Regions from separate parts of the Hordeum vulgare genome. Here region 1 is linked to region 2. Evidence: chromatin contacts called from public Hi-C data. All regions are on one chromosome and are shown on one strand. The core of a region is the stretch at or near the end of the contact, and the rest is flanking DNA. Distances in the headings are between cores, read along the strand shown. Region 1 holds the start of LOC123398208 (Golgi SNAP receptor complex member 1-1). Region 2 holds the start of LOC123398198 (probable CCR4-associated factor 1 homolog 7).

Evidence for each region. A called contact is a pair of places that touch in the nucleus more often than the background predicts.
Region 1: a Hi-C map of leaf shows a contact between it and region 2, with 5 times the contacts expected there. The contact joins the promoter of LOC123398208 here to the promoter of LOC123398198 in region 2. A contact is called at or near these places in 4 of 6 Hi-C or Micro-C datasets (leaf and seedling) and 1 of 1 datasets of contacts at active chromatin or transcription factors (embryo).

The regions. Positions count from the first base shown.
Region 1 is chr5H:446,724,980-446,729,378 of MorexV3_pseudomolecules_assembly, forward strand. LOC123398208 (Golgi SNAP receptor complex member 1-1) reads left to right here and starts at 2,741. Exons shown (of 5, transcript XM_045092707.1): 1 at 2,741-2,998; 2 at 4,059-4,286. The coding sequence starts at 2,963.
Region 2 is chr5H:446,525,112-446,529,527 of MorexV3_pseudomolecules_assembly, forward strand. LOC123398198 (probable CCR4-associated factor 1 homolog 7) reads right to left here and starts at 1,662. Exons shown (of 1, transcript XM_045092697.1): 1 at 553-1,662. The coding sequence starts at 1,460. The coding sequence ends at 621.

The sequences.
Region 1 (4,399 bases), core at 1,491-3,990, 200 kb after region 2:
ACAAAATCCTCCACTTGTTCTTCAAGACTCCAAAACACCTCGCAATGACATTTCTAAGTGAAGAATGGCTGAAATTGAAATGTTCTTTTTTTCCTCTAGGCATTGTGCCATCACGGTACTCTTGGAAATGATAGGTTAAACCCTTGTATGGTGCAAGATAACCCGGTCTGTTTGGGTATCCCGAATCGACAAGATAGAACTTTTGAGGTGGTGGTTTTGGAAACTTTGCACCAAATCTGGATTGGGCATCATTGAAGACCCCTCATGTCATGCACTGATCCTGGCCAACCGGCTAGGACAAATGTGAATCTCATATCAAAGTCACACACACACATCACATTCTGACTCATCTCCTTATGTCTATTCCTATGCTGGATAGCAGTGGCAACTGGTACCACAACCTATATGTGTGTCCCATCTATTGCTCCAATGCAATTGTCCATAAATGGTGAATATTTTGTACATCTTAGTTTTGAGTGCACAATGTTGAATTGAGGATCTATTGGCTTGATAATGTCTTTTGCTAGCTTGATCAGACATGCCAAAACTTTATCAAACTTCCTTACAATTGTGTCCAGTGACCTAACAAATCTGTTTTCTGCTTGTCTTAAAGATTGCGGGGAACCTACTATCCACAAAAATAGGCCTATAGACTCAACGTAGAGGGGAGCTGCGTCTCGTCGTCTTCATCCATGGCGGCGGCGGCGGCCGGACTGGCAGCGGCGGCCGAGCGCACTGGCAGCGGCAGGGGAAGGGACGAGGGCACTGGCGGCGGCGGCGGCGGCCGAGGGAACTGGCGGCGGCGGCGGCGGCCGAGGTGGGAGACGCGAGCGCGAGCGGCTGGAGGGAGACGAGCAAGCGGATAAGACCAGAGACGCGATGCGATGCGGGGCAGGGTAGGAAAAAGTCCCAAAAAATCCCTCCCACAGGTACTTCTCCAAATAGTCTCAAACACCCCACTTTAGTCCCTAAAAGTCCCTCCTGTTTGTTTCATATGGGACTTTTTTTAGTCCCTACATCAAAAAATTCGTGAAAACAAACACCCCCTCAATTATCTCCCACATCGCGTGATGTTTTTATTTGCCCATGGACGACGTCACGGCAGTACAACGCATGCTTTGTTTACCGGTTACTGTGTGAAGGAAAAACTAGATTTCCGGACACTGCTTGCATTTGGAAGTATTGGGCATCGCTCAAGTGCAAAATCTTCATCTGGTACGTGATGCAAGATATGCTCTCGACGACGGATATGCTACTAGCTGCTTTGTGTGTGTGCAAGACGAGGACAATATCGACCACATTATTGTCAAGTGTGTGAGGGCCAGGGAGACATGGCGTCGGTGCTTCTCCGACCTCCAAATCAACGTCAACTGCCCAATCGCATACACACATTAATGCTTCGATGGTATAAGATGCAAGGGCCAGGTTTGTAGGCAGAGATCATCGTGTTTTTGATTGTCTCCTCATCCTAATCCACTCGCATCTTTGGAAGCAGAGCAACCTCTCAGCAGCGTAATGTGTCAGATCTCATTGATCTTACTTTTAACGATATGCATGATTGAAAGTTGATGGGTGCATGACATTTACTTATATTTGTGAGAAATTTGCCTTTTTTTTTTTCCTTTGCTAGGTGTTTGTAATGATGCTTCAACCTTACCCATTGTTAAAGCATCTCTAGCAGACATTCTAAAAATGCAAACTGTAAAAATAGAATACGGATAAAAAAAAGCATTTTAAGGGTCCATTTTAAATATTTTCAAACATAAACTGTAAAATTACCGTAAAGAGCTCCTTCCTCTGGTACGACGGCCGTTGCCCCTTCCTCCAGCCGTCCGTGTCAGTCACGTCGGCTGCGGCCCGTCCCCGTCGGCCGCGCCCCATCACCACACCGGCCGCGACCAGCCTCGTCGGCACGCCTTGTCGCCCACCGGCCATGCCCCATCGCCTCCGCCGTCAGCGACTTGCTCTGTTGCCAGCCGCGACCAGTCCCCGTCGGCCGCGCCCCATCACCACGCCGGGCGCGACCAGCCTCGCTGACCACACCTTGTCGCCCGCCGGCCATGCCCCGTCGCCTCCGTCGTCAGCGACTTGCTCTGTTGTCAGCCGCGCCGGTCGAGCCGTGCCCCTTTGCTTGCCGCGCAAAGAGGATTCCGGCGGCCAGGTTGAGGTCATGGGAGGCCATGGCGAGGTCGAGCTCGTCCAATTCAAACCGGCGGCGATCGATTGTCGCGTCCAACGGCCTTTTCCGACGCGCAGTGATGTATTCCGGCAAGTTTAGGACGGATTCCGGCAAATTTCGCGGCGTCGTGTTTGCTACGACGAGGTTTGACCGGTATACGGCCCCCTAGAATCGGCATTCCAACCTTCAAAAATAAGAGTTTCGGATGTGGCTTTACCGTGCCCCTTAAACTTTTTACGGGTTAGATTACTTTTACGGTTTTTATTCTACATACTTTTTGGGATCAAAACTGTAAACATAATTTTTTTTAGGTATTTGACCACTTATACAGGATGTGTTAGAGATGCTGTTAGCAACTGGCTTGGGTTTTACTCTGTCCTTCCTTCTATAAATCAAAGGTAGGTGCTAAGAATTATGCAAATCAAATAGGGCCTAGGTAGTTTGGTATGGATTTTTTTAAATTTTTTATATTAATTTAAAAATAAAGGTTTGGTAGACCAGAAGTGTCGAATTGTGCACTATGCCACCATATTGGCTTTCTCGGGCCCCCCCGGATTGGTGGCTGCACCGTGCCACCGAGCCTCACCCGACCAGTTGACCACCACGGTGCCCCCGACCTGACGCTTCTCCCTCTCCAACGCCATCGGGCAACCCACCCCTTTCCACCCCTTCCAACCCTCTCCCACTGATTCGCTCGCCGCGCGCGCGCGAGATCCAGCCGCGCCCCCCGCTCGAGATCTCCCGGCGGATCACTAGGACGGCGCCGCCGAGGAGCTCGGAGCCATGGAGGCGTCGTCCTGGGACGCCCTTCGCAAGCAGGTGAATACCCGCCCCCTCGGATCCCCGCGTCGCGCGCTCTCTCCCGCTCCCCGGTACCCCTTGCCGTTGTCCGCTCGCCCGAGATCCGGCCCTGGCCGGCGCCCGCGCCGCGCAGTGCGCTGCCGCTGTGGTATTCGGGCCGACGATTTCCCCCCGCTGCCCGCTGAATTCGTGAGAGGCGACCCTCGTAAAATTGGAGCGCCTCGTTCGTCGAATCCGTAGTCCGTGCCTGTGGAACGAAATGCGTTTTCCTTCGTCTTCTGAAACTGTAGAGTTTTCGTGACACCAAGACTAGTTTCATAGTGGCTATGTTCAAAAAACTGTGCTGCAGGTATAGCCCATTTCTTTGACTAACATGGTAAATTTGGAGCAATGTGCCACTAATCCAGTGTGCAACTGACTAGAGTTTTGATCCTACCGAACTGCCCCTTCTCCATCTGAAGCTTTTGTTGGTTAGATTGTGTAATCGTGCTTATGGAGTACTATCTAGTAATGCAATGCGTTGCCGGCTTGTTCATGAGAGTCAGGTATTTACGGTTAGTGTGTTCGGACTGTATGGTACGAGTCTATGGCTGAACCCATCCTTTGCTAGGCTAAGAAGGCGCCATGCCAAGTTATTTTCTGTAACGATGTCACTACTAAATACGATTGCTGCGTTAGGGCATGGCCTACATGGGTGCTAACAGAGAGGCGCTAGGATGGACATCCTGGTAGATAGGTAGTTAGGTCATCAATTCCTGGCGTCAGATGAGGCATGAACTCAAGAAATTGAATCGGGCGCTTGGGCCTTTTATGCCGTGCGGGGTAAAACACTGTTGCACCAGCCTGGACTTTGATTTTATTAGCGCCTATCGGTTAGCGTCTAGCATTGTGAAACAGATAAACGCTCGGATTCTTCTTTTAGTTTTATGATATATTTTTATTTCCCTCAGCACCCGTATAAGTGACTTGCGTTGAAGATGGCTTTATGGTTTCATGAAGCTATGAGTAGCCTGATAGATGGTATTTGATGTGCGTGTGTGCATGGTTAATGTTGTTCCTGTACAATTTCTGCTTGTAGGCGAGGAGGTTGGAAGCTCAGTTAGACGACCAAATGATTGCATACCGTAAATTGGTTTCTATGAAATCAGATGGTTCAGAGAATGATATCGAGACTGATATAGAAAGATCACTAAAGCAACTTCAGCAAGTAAATTCTCAAATGCAAACCTGGGTATCGTCAGGAGGCTCGGAAGTTCTTTCTCATACATTAACCCGTCATATGGAGATTTTGCAAGACCTTACACAGGTTCCAATAATTCCCTCTTACACCAAGTAACCACATTCTTCATAATTACAGTGTGTTTACATCTGATGTTAAATCAAGGTTTCTATTAATTTCTCCCCAGTCATAATAACCAT
Region 2 (4,416 bases), core at 412-2,911:
CTCATGACTGGGAAACAAATTCTTTGGTCATCTCTGCTTAATCTCCTAATAAATGGTTAAATGATGCCCCTCTTCACATAATACAGTACTTCCACCGTCCATTGGTATGGAAGCATGGACCAGAAAGTTCGACACCAGAAAGTACCCTATTGGTCTGGAAGCATGGACATATATACTGTAGTATACAGCTTGAACCAACTAGTGGTAGAATTGGAGTCATTGACTGCCATGGTTAGCCATGCGCCTGTCCATGACGGGAGGTAGGTGATTCCTCAAACAAAACACACAACAGTAAGCAATCAACACTATATGCATGACAAAAGAAGTGTTCTTTTTGCTATCTATCAAGTGTTTAACTCTACAGGTCGTGTGAAGAATCAGCATAGGCAGACTTTAACCAGTATCTAGAGCGTGTTTCATCAACTTCAGCATGCAAAATCAAACAACAAAAACTCAGTCATCTAACCTAAACACATTCAGCAGAGCAAGTAGTTGAGGGAAAGGTAGTACCTTTTCGGTGTCAAGCAAAGGGATATAATCAGACATCACACATTCAATCAGCAGACAGGTTTCTCCTTTTCTCTCATAAATAGTTCATCATTTATTTAACTATCCAGTACTCAGTGAACAGAGGTGGTTTCCCCGCCCTCTGTGCCTAGACCATACAACACACCAGCATATTTCTCAGTCAATCCACCGAAGTATGACTCCTTGAGCTTGTTGAAAGAGAGCGCTGTGAGCAGAGAATCAGAGCCTGCCTGATGGCAGATTCCGACCCGCTCGACGTCGAGCAGCTCAGCGAGCTTGTTCAGTCCGCCGTGGAGGCTGTTGCAGAATCTCATCAAGTGCTTGATGTCGTAGATCACGGGGAAGTAAATCCTGATGAGGTCGAAGAAGCCGGAGCTGGTGTCCGGCAGGTTGGAGCCGGTGAGCAGCTTGAGCAGGTAGCCGAAGTCGTAGCCGCTGTGGAAGGTGACCCAGTGGATCTCGGCGTTGAGGACGACCCCGGAGGACATGAGCAGCTCGGCGAAGCGGCGCGAGTCAGCCCCCTCGGCGGCGTGGCGGGCGAAGTCGATCCCGCTGCGGCGCAGCAGGTCGATGGAGTCGGCGGCGGCGACGTCGGTCCGCGGGTCGAAGCCCCGGAAGTTGAACTGCCAGACGCAGGGGCGGCCGTCCGGGCCGAGGGCGGGGAGGCCGCCGCGCTCGTCCGAGAAGGTGAGGCCGAGCTGGATGAGCTTGAGCATGTCGACGTTGGCCTTGAGCGTGGCGTAGTTGAAGTCAGCGTTGGACTTGAAGGTGCCGAGCGGGCGGCAGACGACGCCCGGGAACTCGGTGTCCATGGCGACGTAGGGGTAGTCGTCGACGATGTCCCGGATCACGGCGAACTCGGCCTCGAGGTTCTCCGCCCACACCTCGCGGATCTCCACCCCGTCGGGCTTGTCTACGGCCGGCGTCGCCATCGGCTGCCGGGCATCAAAGGCTCGAGCTTTCCCTCCCCTCTCCTTCCTGGAGCCCTCGGAGCGGAGGAGCGGGAGGCGGCGGGGCCCACGGGCGAGCGGCGGGGGCTCCCGTGGGCGGGGAGGTGCGGCGGGGCGGGGCGGGAGGAGGAGATCCAGGGGAGGAAGGGAGGGGGAGAGGAGCGTGGGATTGGGGATTCGGGGGAAGAAGGAGGAGGGCGGGGGGAAGCGCGAATGGGGAAAGTGGGTGACGTGCGCCGCCCGGGTCGGATTGGTGCCACGTGGTGGGACCCGCAAATGGTGGGTCCTGTGGCATGATTGCCGGCCGGGAGCGTGAGGAGGGGCGGCTTCCTGGGTGGCTGCCCGGTGGGCCAGGGGCTCGTGGGGCCATTTTTTTTGTGGAGGTGAGGGCGGCACGTCAGGTGAAGGCTGGATTGGAACCAGCAAGGAAAACAAGGGGAAGGGCAAGTGTGGATGAACAATTTGGTTTTGGTTTTGTTTTGCTTCTTCCGGCGGAGAGAGCTTCGGTGGGAGGGTTTCTTTGACTTGGGGTTGGTCGTTGCAAGTCTTCCTTTCTCTAAGCTTTTCTTTAGCTTTGTTTTAGAGCATCAAACCCCGTAAAAAAATATCCGTACAATTTCAACGAATATACGAGTTCGATCTGTTTTAGTGACCATAACAGACCCCGTATCGCGTATTTGGTCCATAAATTTTTTACAGCGACCTGAAAAAAGACATCTCCAATCGGCATATATGCGGTTTCACAACGCGTTTACGGGTCAAACCTTATCCTCTGCCGCCGCAGCTCCGCCACGATTCATCTCCCATTCAACCCTAATTTCCCGCCGCCGACGAGACAAAAAACCCATAGTGGGTCGTCCCGACCATGGACGACCACGAAAATGGAGGGGATGACACTGAGCGCCATCGCTACCCGCGCCTCCAACGCCGACTCCGCACCTCTGCCGCTAGGAGTTCGTCCAGGGGCGCCTCGTCCTCGTGGACCATCACTCCGGTGAATATGAGGGCAGAGGAGCTCGGGCCGCTCGCCGTCAAGCTCAAGGACGACGACGTCCCGTTGTTTGGAGTGGTCATCGGCCCCGAGGACTACCTCCCCCGAGGCAGGAGGATCACCTCATGCGCGCCATCATGGAGCGCTCGGTGGGGAGGCGGGGGAGGACGCCGCGAGCTCGAGATCGAGCAGATCTTCCTCGAGCAAGGGGACACAGTGTTGCAGGCGAGCGCGTCCAAGAAGGCGGACCTGCGCGTCCTGAAGGCCGAGCAGGACAAGATCTGGATCGACCTCGACTCCGTCGAGGACAGAGCTCCTTCGGCTCCTCCGTCGCGTCGTCGCCGCCACACCCGTTATTTTTGGTAGCCTTGGCTCGGGTACGCTGCACGGCCCGCAGATCCCCCTACGTAGTAGTAGTATGAAAAACTGATGTAGTTTGATGAAGAAGTGATGTAGTTTCATGAAGAACCATGATGTAGTTCGATGAAAATTATGATGTAGCTTCACCCGCAAACTTTTTTTTTCAAATTTTACAGTTTCATATACAAGGTTAGATCTTTGGCGCACGAAATGACACCGTAAAATTGTGTAAACCCATTTTACGGATCGCTCTTTTACGGGATCTCCTAGATATGCTCTTACATTTCCTCTCTAATAACAACTAGGAAATTGTTTCCGTGTTGCAACACGGATACACATTTTCTTTTCTTTCTGAGGGTAGGATGCACAGTTAAAATGTTGACATATAATAAGAGTAAAAATGGAGAAAACACTTCATTTCATCCCGCTGATAACGCGCACGCGTCCACCTCCTTTGCTACCAATCATACGTCCTGATAAAAGCCTACTATCGTCTGCCGCCCCGCCTTCACGTGTCTTGATGATGTAAGAACTGCACCGTCCATCGACCCACCTCACGTCTCAATCGTTGGTGTCATCGATGTATGATTTCTGCAATATTATCTTTGTTGCACAAATTTTCTGCAACAAGGCCTTTGTTATAAAAATATATACACACGTTTCTGCAACATGATTTCTATTGTAAAAAAATTACAAACATTTCTGCAACATGATCTTTGTGCAAAAAATATTCTATAACAAATTTATTGCAAAAAAATCTACAAATGTTTTGGCAACATGATTTTTGTTGCGGAAAGTATTCTATAAGAAACTCTTGTTGCAAAAAATATTCTTCACGTGTTTCCACAACACTATCTTTGTTAAAAAATAATATTTTATAAAAAACTTGTTGCAAAAGAAAATCTACAAAAGTTTTTGCAACATGGTCTCTGTTACAAAAAAAAAATTATAACATGATCTGTATTGCAAAAGTTAATAGACCATCAACCACTTGATGACGCTAGATCTGGCGGCTAGCAACCCGATTGATCTTTTAAGAGATCGGCCGACAAACACGTAGCACCGCTCTAAAAATAGGCACACAAAAAGACTACTATTGTACTACAACACCTGACTCGTGAGAAAGATTCCATGACAATACAAACGGACCGTTGAGTAGAAAAAATATAACCATAACAATGAAACATGCTTTTCATGAATGGAATAGATGTCACGGTAGCAAAAATGGACCGACGCGACACACAAAAAGTAGTTCTAGGCCATGCTACTTTAGTTCCCGTATCAATCACCAATTACCATGTTACCCGCAAGAAAAATCATCAACCATCATGAATCAACTATCATGAAAATAAGAGGAAGATAGATTATATTGAACCAGGATATTAAAGGGCCGGTTCACACATCACAACATTTTGCTTTGAATACAGATATTGCTCTATCCATCTTTGTCGATGAATACTCGCAACATAAGTCATGGGTAGGCTAAAAATGACGGGAACCAAAGTGACACCGGAGGGCGCTGGGAACGAGGTTGGTACACGCATGGAACGGACGATGTACCCAGGTTCAGGGCTCTCCGTAGAGATA